Regions from separate parts of the Mus musculus genome. Here region 1 is linked to region 2. Evidence: chromatin contacts called from public targeted proximity ligation data. All regions are on one chromosome and are shown on one strand. The core of a region is the stretch at or near the end of the contact, and the rest is flanking DNA. Distances in the headings are between cores, read along the strand shown. Region 1 holds the start of Keg1 (kidney expressed gene 1). Region 2 holds the start of A330040F15Rik (RIKEN cDNA A330040F15 gene).

What was found.
Region 1: a targeted proximity ligation map of kidney shows a contact between it and region 2, with 3 times the contacts expected there. A contact is called at or near these places in 5 of 39 promoter capture datasets (liver, macrophages, stem cell-derived epiblast-like cells and 1 more), 8 of 484 Hi-C or Micro-C datasets (the Patski cell line, cortical neurons, liver and 1 more), 3 of 130 datasets of targeted methods (kidney, large pre-B cells and liver) and 1 of 9 other capture datasets (pancreatic islet).

What each region holds. Positions count from the first base shown.
Region 1 is chr19:12,693,294-12,699,048 of GRCm38.p6, forward strand. It overlaps Keg1 (kidney expressed gene 1), which reads left to right and starts at 2,497. Exons shown (of 6, transcript NM_029550.4): 1 at 2,497-2,548.
Region 2 is chr19:12,594,100-12,600,259 of GRCm38.p6, forward strand. A330040F15Rik (RIKEN cDNA A330040F15 gene) reads right to left here and starts at 2,467. Exons shown (of 2, transcript NR_015503.1): 1 at 1,839-2,467. Gm4952 (predicted gene 4952) reads left to right here and starts at 5,885. Exons shown (of 6, transcript NM_001167907.1): 1 at 5,885-5,990.

The sequences.
Region 1 (5,755 bases), core at 1,247-3,746, 99 kb after region 2:
GCAATTAAAGAAATGTTCAAAGTCCTTAGTGATCAGGGAAATACAAATCAAAACGACCCTCAGGTGACAACACATGTTGGAGAGGATGTGGAGAAAGAGGAACATTCCTCCATTGCTGGTGGGATTGCAAACTGGTACAACCACTCTGGAAATCAATCTGGAGAGTCCTCAGAATCTTTGAAATAGATCTACCTGAAAACACAGCTATACTACTCTGGGGCACATACCCAAAAAGATGCCCCATCTTGCCACAGGAGCATGTGCTCCACGATGTCTATTTCTTCCCAGGAGCCCTTTACAACGTCTGAGAGAGGAGAATCAGTCTTCTCCAGGGATGAGTCCTTTAATTTGTTATTCAATACCAAGTTGCAAGCTCTAAAAGCGTAGAGTATGAGCAACAGTAAATAGACTCAGCAGTTTGCATTTATATATTTATGTATGTAACGAGAGAGAGTGAGGTGAGGCAGGGAGAACCTGGAGGATTTGGAGTAAGGAAGGACTAAGTGATGTAAATACAGAATTCATATATAATCAAAATGTTTTTTTAAAAAAAATGTCTTTATTTTGTGCATGTGAGTTCACTGGTTCTCTCTTCAGACACACCAGAAGAGGGATCCCATTACAGATGGTTGTGAGTCACCATGTGGTTGCTGGGAATTAAATTCTGGACATCTGGAAGAGAAGTCAGTACTCTTAATCACTGAAGCATCTCTCCAGCCCCGCAAAATGATTTTTAGTATATATAATTAAAAATAGTTTTTCATACAGTATATTCTGATTATGATTTTCCCTCCCCCAGTTCCTCCCAGATCACTACCTCCTCAACTCCTGATCTATCCATTTCTCTACCTCTATACCTCTCTACATACCCACCCACTCAAATCTCCCTCTCTCTCTCTCTCTCTCCCTCCCTCCTTCCCTCCCTCTCTCCTTCTCTTCTCTCTCTCTCTAACAAAATAAATAAATATTCCAGAATAATAACAAAAGAAAAACACACGCACACAAACACACACATGTACTCACCACATGAACTCACGCACACACATGCAAACACATGCATGCAGATACACACACGCACAAAATAAAACCTATAAGAACACCAAAATTGAAACCATAATATACAAGTAAATGAAAAGACAAACTAACGTAACACAAACAAACAAACGAACGAACTATACGTTTTCTACAGTTACAAAGTTGACTGAAGCTAACATATTAATATTTATCTGGTTTCTGTGGTGGCTTAGTAAAAATGGCCCTCATTGGCCCATAGGAAGTGGCACTAGTAGGAGGTGTAGCCATTTGGAGGAAATGTGTCTCTCGGGGTGGGCTTTGAGGTTTCAAAAGCTGGGTAACACAATTGTGGGGCACAGCAACTAGCATCCTAGTTTAGAAGCTATTCTAAGCTATTCCCAGCAGATCTGCCACCTAAACCGGGGCTTCTGCTACCTACGTTGTGTCCTCCATCATCTCTCCTGTCCAAAAGGAAGTCTTCTTTTTCCTGCCTCCCTCTTCCTCTCCCCAACCCGTAAGTCCTGCCTACTCCTCACTCAGTGATTGACGGTCCCCTGAAATCTTTATTCATTAGGGGGAGGTTTTGTCACAGGGGTCCCCAGATAGTGGGCCCTGCAATGAAATTATGTCTTCCTATCTCATAGTTTATACAACCAACAGGGGGATCTTCAGTCTGTCTGTGCTAAAATCCCCTTTGCTATCAAGAGTGTTACTGGGGCTACAAGGATGTGTCAGTGGTTAGGAGTACTGTCTGCTCTTCCAGAAGACCCAAATTCAGTTCGCAGCATTCACACAGCATTTCATAACCATCCGTAACTTCAATTAGAGAGATCCAACACCTCTTGTGGCTTCCTCAGGTGCCAGCCCCTCACGTGGCTCACCAAAATACACAAGGTGCTCATGTGTTTTTATATAACATGCATACACATAAAATAAAATGTCTGTCAAAAGAGTGTTACTGCTGACTGCTTGTTCAGCATCACTATGAGATGATTGAAGCACACACAGGCATGGGACACAAGTTCGGAGGAAACTTTTAGCTGCTGTATATATGAGGTTGCCTGCTCTGTATGTGTATAGATAAGGAACTCTAATTTTTACAGAGCTAATTTCATCCAAGTCTTCCATCTTGCTAGTGCAGCAGGCAGTTAGAAAGTGGGGGGAGCGGTGAGAAAATTTATATTTTGTAGACAATTACATATCCTTTCTAGACATAGTCTGTTGATTTCCTATGAGCCGAAAAAAAAAATAATGCAAGCAAAACTGAGAGGGCACACACAATCTGTGTCTCAAATTTGCATTGTCATTTTTCTGTGAAACACATTTGTGGGGATACTACTGACTCTCAAAGTAGCCAGCATTCTGTTTTCCCATTTTCTAGGAAAAAAAAAAAAGCAAGGTCCACAGTACATCCTAAGTCTAAAGATTTCTGTAAAACATTTACCAAAATCACTACAAATACTGGCATTTTAAGGAAGAGGCACTGCTTGTTCTTTGTTCTGAGGAAGCTCTCTGTGTGGATACGGAGTTATAGGTAAGGGCTTACCACAGAAGAACGCTGATTCCCTGTTCTTTCCCTCATACTAGGTGGGAAAAGTCAAACATTGTTGGTCTTAGATAAGAAGCAATGAGCTTTTTGCGGGTGACTATACAATGCACAGGGGGAGTTTAATCAACTCAAGAAGTATATATACCTACTAATGTGCACCATGGAAAAATCTTTTTTTTTTCATTTTGAGATTATAGTTTGTTTACAAGATTTCTCACTTTCTTCCCTCTAAAGCTGCCCTATACTCCTCTATGCTTTTTCAAATTCATAGCCTCTTCTTAAACTAATTGATATTGTCTGTATCTATTTATATACAGACATATTTCTAAATATAACCTGTTCCATCTGTAAAATGCTACCTATATTTATGTTTTTAGGCCTGACTCTTTTGACACTGAACAACCTCAGTGTTTCCTCTCAGAGAAAGCCAAACTCTCTCCTTCCTAGCTGTCCTCCATTGCCTGTAATTCTCTGTGCAATTTTGAGGCCTTGTGGGCTTTTCTCCCTCCAGTCTTGTGTGTTTGTTGATGTCAAAATTTTTGAAAGAACTATGGCAAGTTTCCATTTCAAACAGATAAGTGCTATGGAGAGAATGTGAAAGCTGGCTAGTACATTTGGTTAGCAATATTTGCAAAGAAACTTGCTATTCTAGCTAACATTTATTTATTCAGCACCTGTGGTACAGGGATGCTGGGCAGATGATAAATTCTTTAGCTTGCTAGCAGATAGTTCTTTCATTAGATAAATACTTAACAGGGGAGTAAAGTGCTTCATACATGTCTGAGATAGAATATGCTGAGAAATATGAAGACGGATATAAAGTGGTTTCACTGTTAACTGAAATGATCTTTAAGAAAGGTAACTTAGAGATTTGATCTGTACTGCTCACATGATGGAGTATTCTAAAATATTGATTCCATTTTAACTCATCTTTCTATATTCTTCCATATTCTTATGCATATTTCATATTAGATGTGCATAAAATCATAGTTATCAATTTCAGTCAAAGTCTGTGTACTACTTCATTTTATATGTTTTATCCTTTTAATTTAGTACTTTTCTACTTGTACATATGCATCATGGTACGTATGCATTTTGTGTTAATAGTTCCTTAGATCACTAACAGATTGTGAGCTTATACTTAGATAATGTCATCATAGTTTAGACACAATCATAATGTTTCCATAACAACTGTTTTTTAGATTCACTTTCTCTGAATTGTTTTCCCTGGATATATTTTCAATAATGTGAAAACTCAATGTGACGATCCTAAAAACCACAATGGACTTTGTCTATGACAATGCTAAGACTTCCCATTCATTCAGTCTCTTTGGGTTTCAATTTGCACCATTAACTGGACATTGTGCTTTTGTAGTTGTTGCCATTGCCATTGCTCATTTAGTGTGTGTGTGTGTGTGTGTGTGTGTGTGTGTGTGTGTGTGTGTGTGTGTTTACATTTGTCAAGCACTCTTATGTTATTCAATTTGCAGGCATTATAGCAGTGTATATGATTTTGTATCAAAATTTACTTCAAGTTTTGTGACAGAATCTCAAAAAGTGCTTCTAAAGAAAAAGTCGGACTGCCTATAGGAATATAAGATTCCCACTATTTTGATATTCTCCTAGCCGGGCATGGTGGCGCACACCTTTAATCCCAGCACTCGGGAGGCAGAGGCAGGCAGATTTCTGAGTTCGAAGCCAGCCTGGTCTACAAAGTGAGTTCCAGGACAGCCAGGGCTATACAGAGAAACCTTGTCTCGAAAAACGAAAAAAGAAAAAAAAAAAGATATTCTTGAGGACATTAGAGTAAATATCAGGAAACATTTTGTTTCTCATACTGAGAGAAAAAAATGTTGCTATTGTCATCTATTAGAGACACAGAATCTTCTATATGGTCAGTGGTATGCAAGATTGACTCTAAAAACCAAATAATTGTCTTAGACAAAATGTAAGGGAATTCAACTGTGTATCTCTGCTCTAGACTTACCAAGAAATAGAAAGAAAAGGCACATATTAACAATACCAGGAAGGAGGTAGGGAATACTACACAGAGAATACAGACAACAGGGGAATGATAAGAAAATAGCTTTAAAAAATTTATGCCATAACTTCAAGAACTTGGATAGCATTATGCATTCTCCTTGAGACTCAGTAACTACAATTTATCAAATAAAAGAACTATCTGTGAACTTAAAAATTTAAGATTTAGGGCTGGTGAGATGGCTCAGCAGGTAAGAGCACCCGACTGCTCTTCTGAAATCCGTAATGAGATCTGACTCCCTCTTCTGGAGTGTCTGAAGACAGCTACAGTGTACTTACATATAATAAATAATAAATTTTAAAAATTTAAGATTTAAAATTAGACTCTTAAGGGAACACAAAGAAAATGGAACAGAGAGATTTCACAATGATTGCAAGGCAAAGTGTGGTAGTACACCCCTTACCTCAGAGTCACAAGTACACAAGAACAGTTTAAGAAGGGAGTTTTGAATCTCATAATAAACTCCCCAGCACAGCAGAGAAAACATCACTTAAGTGATGACACCATCTACTTAATGAGAAAAAACTTTCCCACCTACACATCAGGCAGGGATTGATATCTAGTATAAAGAACTGCAAAAATTAAACACCCAAAACTCAAATCATCCAAGTCAGTAGGGAGCTAATGAGCCACATAGGCAGATCTGAGAAGTACAAATGGCCTATATATATTTTTAAAAGTAGTCAGTACCTAAGGAAAGGCAAAGTAAAACTGCTTTGACAGTCTATTTTACCCAGTCAGAATGGGCCATCATCAAGAAAATAAATGGTAGCAAATGTTGGAGAGGCTGTGGGGAAAGCAGGAACCTATGCACTGCTGTTGGAGATGTAAACTGGTGAAATTACTGTAGCAGTCAGGGTGAAGGTGCCTCAAAAAATAAATAATAAATAAATAAATAAATAAATAAATAAATAAATAAATAAATAAAACTATTGTATTGAGTAGTTACATCATTCTTGCTTAGGTAAGAAAAAGAATTCACATCAACAGACCACAGAGATACTTGCATATCCATGTTATTTTTTTATTGGTTATTTTACTTATTTACATTTCAAATGTTATCCACCTTCCTGGTTTCCCCTCCACAAACCTTCTATGCAATCCTCCTCCCCCCTGATTCTATGAGGGTGCTCCCCCATCCATCTACCTGC
Region 2 (6,160 bases), core at 1,217-3,716:
ATTTGACAAAGGTACCAAAGAAATTCAGATGAAACTTTTTCATAAATCACACTGGAGCAAGAAGTCCCCAAAGTCCCAACAGAAAGAAAAGGCAAGGAGGGAGGGAGGGAGGGAGGGAGGGAGGGAGGGAGGGAGGGAGGGAGGGAGGGAGGGATCATTTTCCACATAATAATTAATTTAAATTGTACCACATATCTAGGTATAAATTGTAAAATCATAAGCCTTATAAGGAAAAGCAGAAAAGTCATCAAATCTAAAAGACCGTCAAGCAATTCTTACACTAAATACAGAAAGTGGAAGCCAGAAAGTTGTAAAAAACAAAAACCCTGTTAAGGATGAAAAGAGCCTCCAGCTTGATAGAAGATATTTTCAAGTCAAGTATCCAAAAGTTTTCATTGAGGATATTTTTAATGTTCTCACTTCATTTTAAAAGTAGCCAAACACATGAACAAACATTTCACAAAGAAGATGCAGAAATCAAGAAGTCACATAGGGAAACACTAAATAAGCATCACTATTATTAACACACGGCATGTTCACACACATTAAAAGCTCAAGAAATATCATGACACCCCTAATAGAAACGCTAAAAAAAGTATACTGATAATAGGATTCACAAAATGGCCCAGTGGCTAAAAGAGCTTACCACACACCAAATAACCCAAGTTCAATGCCCAGGACCCACATAATGATAAAAAAGAACTGACTCTACAAAGTTGTCCTTCCCTCTCCACATACACACTATAGTTTGTGCCTCCTCACAATGATGCTGATGAGGACGACAACGACGACGACGATGGTGATGGTGATGGATATGAGGAGACTAGATGTTGAGTACATTGCTTGGTCAAAGGGAGAAACGGCACAACCACACTAGAAGACTGGCTCCAAATCAATGGCTGGGGAGCTCCTAGATCCTAGAGTAGAAGATGCCACTGCTAATTCCTAAACAGTCTTGTGTCAAAATTCCTTCTCAATATTTATGTTTATGTCCATAGGCCTAGGCAGAAGCTTTCTTTAAAATATGGGTATTATTCAACACAGAGACTCATACTTACTTGTTCAAAGTGTTGAGAATAATACAGAGTTCTCAGCCCTAAATGGGACGTCTGTATTAACCCCTTATCAAGTTCTGGACAGTAACCAAGAGCCGTGGAATAGCCTGTAATGCTTTGAGGGGTTGTGTGGGGCAGCTTTAAAAGGTAACCCACACCTGGCCCCACACCTGGCACTAGGCTTTTTATTTGATAGTCATTAGTGTCTGGGGGTAGTTCTAATTAAACCCATTTTATGTATGTACATATACAACATCCAATGGGTACAGAGTATAAGAGTCTATTTCTTTGTTTCATATTGACTTTCAAAAGGCAGTACAATATTTCAGCCTGCTCTGATTTCTACATAGACAGCATAAAGTTTATACCATAAACGCATGCATCCCTTGGCACTGACTTTCAGTGGTCACAACTGTGACGTTTGACCAGCAGAGAGCATGAAAGCTCTAAGATGCTGGTGCAAACTGACAGAGGGCGTGGCTTCTGCATATCTGACACACCTCCAGGATTCAGGCCTGGATGAGGTAATAGCAGGCCAGAAGAAGAAGGCGTGGGGCTGAGCGTGCGTGTGTTCGTCAGTGTGTGTATGTCAGTGCGAGCAAAAGCCCTGGTGAGACTCAAGTGTAGGAGCTCTGGCCGCGGATACAGCCAGCGCTGAGCTGAAAACAGACAGGAAGTTAGTGGCTGCAAACCTCAGTCCCCGCGTTGGCCCCTGGGACCGGGATGGCAAGCGAGCTTTTGGACACCCGGGGACCCGGGAAGTATCCGCGGGCGTGAGCTCACCTTGGCGTTCTTCCGGGGAGGGGAGACACCTGGAAGCCTCTGAGCGGAGCCCCAGGGAGGGAGCTGTGCCACCGCCGTTGCCTGGCTCCCAGCGGAGAGAGGACGGAGGGCGTGACCATGCAACTCCAGCGAGGCTCAACTGGTGCGAGGCGGGTGCTGCGTCGCGCTTGGGCCGTGCGCCCTGGGTGGCTTTGCAAGGCGGGCGGCGAATGTGCAGGGTCAGGTTTTTTGCATGAAGCCGCTGGACCCCTCGGAGCAGCGGCAGCGACAGGGGCGGTGGAGCACAGTTGGAGGCGGGCAGCTACGGGTCCGCGTCCCGGTGCCTAAGCGACTGCAGACTCCCCCATGAACCACAGCTGAGGCTTCCCGGGAGGCGGTGGCGCCCGAGGCCGGGTGTGCAAGGACGGGGAAGGGAGCATCTCAGGGCACTTCATGCTCCAGACCTCAGCCTTGGACCCTAGTGGTGTAGGAATGGCTGACCGATCATGGCGGCTGGTGTCCCTACAGCCCTGCTGTGAAACACCACTTCAAGGCGGTGCTGCGCTGGTCCACGCGCGGGGCCAGCGTGGTGTTGGGCTAGGTGGAGAGACAGATTGCCCCCTACATCATCGACCTGCAGTCCATGAACCAGTTCCGCCAAGACACGGGTGAGCCATCCAAATCCCTGGTCTGTCCACTGACTCACCCAGTGACTAGCTTTGCTTACTGATGTCCTCACGTGATAGGTGTTGAGGGCAGGTGTTTCCCTTCCTTAGATCCTCACAGGATTCCAAGACCACCTTCAAGTATTTGTCCTGGCAAGTAGTTTAAATTGTCTTGATTATACAAACCCAGCTTCGGCCTAGCTGCAGGAGACCCCTTTATGCCCCCATCGCCACCCCCAGCCCCTACTGGCCCTTAGTGCAGGAATTCTAGGACTTTGCAGTTCCCAAGGAATGCGGGGTCTTCAGCAAGATACTGCTGGAGCCCTTTTACTGCTCACACCTCAGCTGACTTTGCTTTGCCTCAAGCACCTTTGGGGCTGCCGTACACCTCCCCCTCCCTTCAACCTGGCTGAATCTGGCCCTCTTCTATGGACCCCCCCTTCCCACTGACAACTCCTGGATGTAAGATTTGGGAAGCCGTAGGGTTCCTCAGTGTCTAGTTACAGTCTAGTGTGTGAAAAGTGCTGGAAAATTACTGGGAAGAGAGATTGGAGCCAGGGATTCCAGAGCTGGAGCATCTGGATGTGGTGGAGAGAAGAACCGGAGGACTGGGCTCCGGAATGCCTGGCAGAGAGGCTCCTCCCTTTGTCCACAGAGGACAGGACAGAGTGAACATTCTGCAACATTCTCCAACAGCCTGCAGAGTGGAGAATGTCTTTGCCAGCTATGCCTCAGACAGGGGCTGGGCGTCTAGAATATATAAAGAACTGCAGTAATTAAACTTCAAAATAGCTAGTCAATAAATCAGCCAATGAATGGAAGATACCGTTCGCAAAAGTAGGACCACATATGGACACCAGAGATTAAAAAGGCGTTCAGCATTCTTAGTTACCAGCTGAGTGAAAATTGAAGCTACGTTTTGGATTCCATCTTCCCCTAGTGACAATTACTAAGATAAAGAAAAGAGACAGCAGTGCTGTTGAGGTAATGTAACCTAGTACAGCCATTATATAAATTAGTATACATTTCTAAAAATTAAAAAAACAGAACTTCCCTATGATCCAGATATACTTCTGAGTGTGTGAGTGTGTGTATGTGTGTGTGTGTGAGTGTGTGTGTGTGTGTGTGTGTGTATTCTACCACAGAGATACCTGCACATCCACATTTATTGGTTTTCTATTCAAAATAGCAAAGAAATGGAACCAGCCCAAATGGAGCCAACAGATGAATGGATAAGGAAAACGTGGCACATATATAAATGGTATTTATTCAGCTGTAAAGAAAAATGAAATCACATAACTTACAGAAAAATGAATGAATATGGGAATTAGAAAAAAAAACCCTCCAGATTTAGACAGACAGCACATCTCTCACATGTGGAGCCTAGCCTATAAAGTCTGTCTGTCTGTCTGTCTGTCTGTCTGTCTGTCGTATGTAAGTTGGGGTGAATTCCTTGACTGTAGGCTCTGGAATCAGAAAAGAGTGCACAAAGAGGGAAAGAAAGTGTTGCAGAAGTAGAGGAAGGGCACAGGGAGGTGAATGTGGAGATGGAGGATGTGTGTAAGGTACAGTGGGGAGGGGGTGAGGGTATGGGGGGTGAGAAAGGTGAGGTGATTCAACAAAATAAATTTTGTCTGAAACTGGCACAATAAAACCTAATTCTGTGTGTTAATTATTAATGAAAAATAAACTATTTACAAAATAAAACTATGAAGACTGAGAAGTATGTACAAAGATGCCTCTTATGTTGTTCTTTTAAAATAACAGTAAGATTTTGGGGTGTCCTAAATTTCCAAAACAGAAAAATAGTTAAATAAATCACAAATTTCTGTGTCATAATTCTGATCATTATGTAAACACTAAAGCTAACTCTAAAAATAATTTTCCTTTCCCTTCCTCCTCTTCTTCTCTTCCATCTCATCTCCACACTCCCTTTGGAACATAGTTGCAAAGTTTTCAGTTACCCCAATACCCAGACTTCTTGCTAGATGCGATTATTCAATGGATTCTCTTAAGGGGTATTAACATCAAATTTGGAACCCAGAGAACTGACGTCAAGGTTTTTGTGCTTCAGTGAGATTTTTGTAGTGTCCATAATGCTGTGTAAAAGAAAAACTGGAAAGCTATCCAAACTTGGCTCTGCTAAAAATCACAAGGTAAGTGAAGTATGGGAGTTGCCGAGTTCCCTTTGATTTCTGGATCCTACCTGACACTAGCAAAAATGAGCAGTTTCAAAATCACCGAACAGCAAAACATTGACTAAAGTTGTTTAGTTAAGAGTTAACACTTGAGAGATAGTTGCCAGTAGAGTGCCTGCCATGTACTTAGGAGGACTTAACTCTGATCTCCAGCACTCAGTTAAATGTGGGGCACAGCTAAGCACTATGCTAGCGCTGAGAAGAGGGAGACAAGAGGGGAGGAGCCCCTGGGTGTGTTGCCCAGGCAGTCTGACCAAATTGAAAAGGTCCAGGTTCAAAAAATAAGGTGGAGAGTCATTGAGGAAGACACCTAACTTCTGGCTTCTATATGTATACACAACAGAATGAGCACTCCCCACTATGCAGAGAAACATGGACGGACACACACACACACACACACACCTATTTACATTTAAGTAACAATGATTACCTTCAACAACTCTGAGAAAAAGAAAGTGCATTTATATGAGTCTAACTGATAGAGATTCACAGACAGGAAGGAATATATACACTGATACTTGAGAAATGGGACATATTGTGTTTTGTTTTCTGTTGACATATATGCCAAAATATATGTATATGTGCATACATATACATACATTCATATATATCCATACAGATATGTAAATACATTGTTGTAAAGTCTGCATAACATCGTTTTAATTAAGTGTACAATATAGTGTGTTAAATATATTCACAGGATTTTGCAATTATACACATTATCTATACCTCAACTATATCATCATTCCCTAATGTGACCTCTTTACCTACTGAGCTCTTGGTAACCCCTATTCTACCGTCCCTGTCTGAATTTGCTTCTTCTACACTGATCTCCTATGTGGGATCATCTGATATTTCTCTCCTGTGTCTAGCTTATTTCATTTAATACAATGTAGTTAGGATTCACCCATATTATACCAAATATGAAACTTTTATGCCTTTATGGTTAATAATACTCCATCACATGTGTATACTCACACAACCACTAACTCCTGGTCAGCTGGTTTCACAGCTCAGTTTCTGAGTGATAGTGAGATTTCTAGGAGCAAAAAGCTGTTCTGTTTTGAAAAAGAGCCACAAATGTACACAGTGAACTTCCCAGTTACAGAGCAGATTCTGGAGCAAGGACCCCAGAGGGAGGGGCCTGAAATGACACACTTTTGAGTTTGCATAGCTTGGTACACATGCTCTAAGAACTTCTGCTAAACAGTGTCCTAGAAGCCAGATCCAAGCTCCTCATCATCACCGTCTATCACTGTTGCTCCTCCAGCTGGCTTCTGGAGAGACTGACAGAGGAGACAACTTTGCAGGTGAGGACCAGGAGAAGCTGGCACGTGGGAACTCCTCATCTCCTTTTGGCTTTCCACTGAAGGGGATGAATCACAATATTCCTGTTGGATAAAGGTAGAAATTTTTAGAACTCATTGGTTATGGAAATTTTGTGAGGGAAGAAAAGAGGTTTTTCATTTAGTAAGATTTA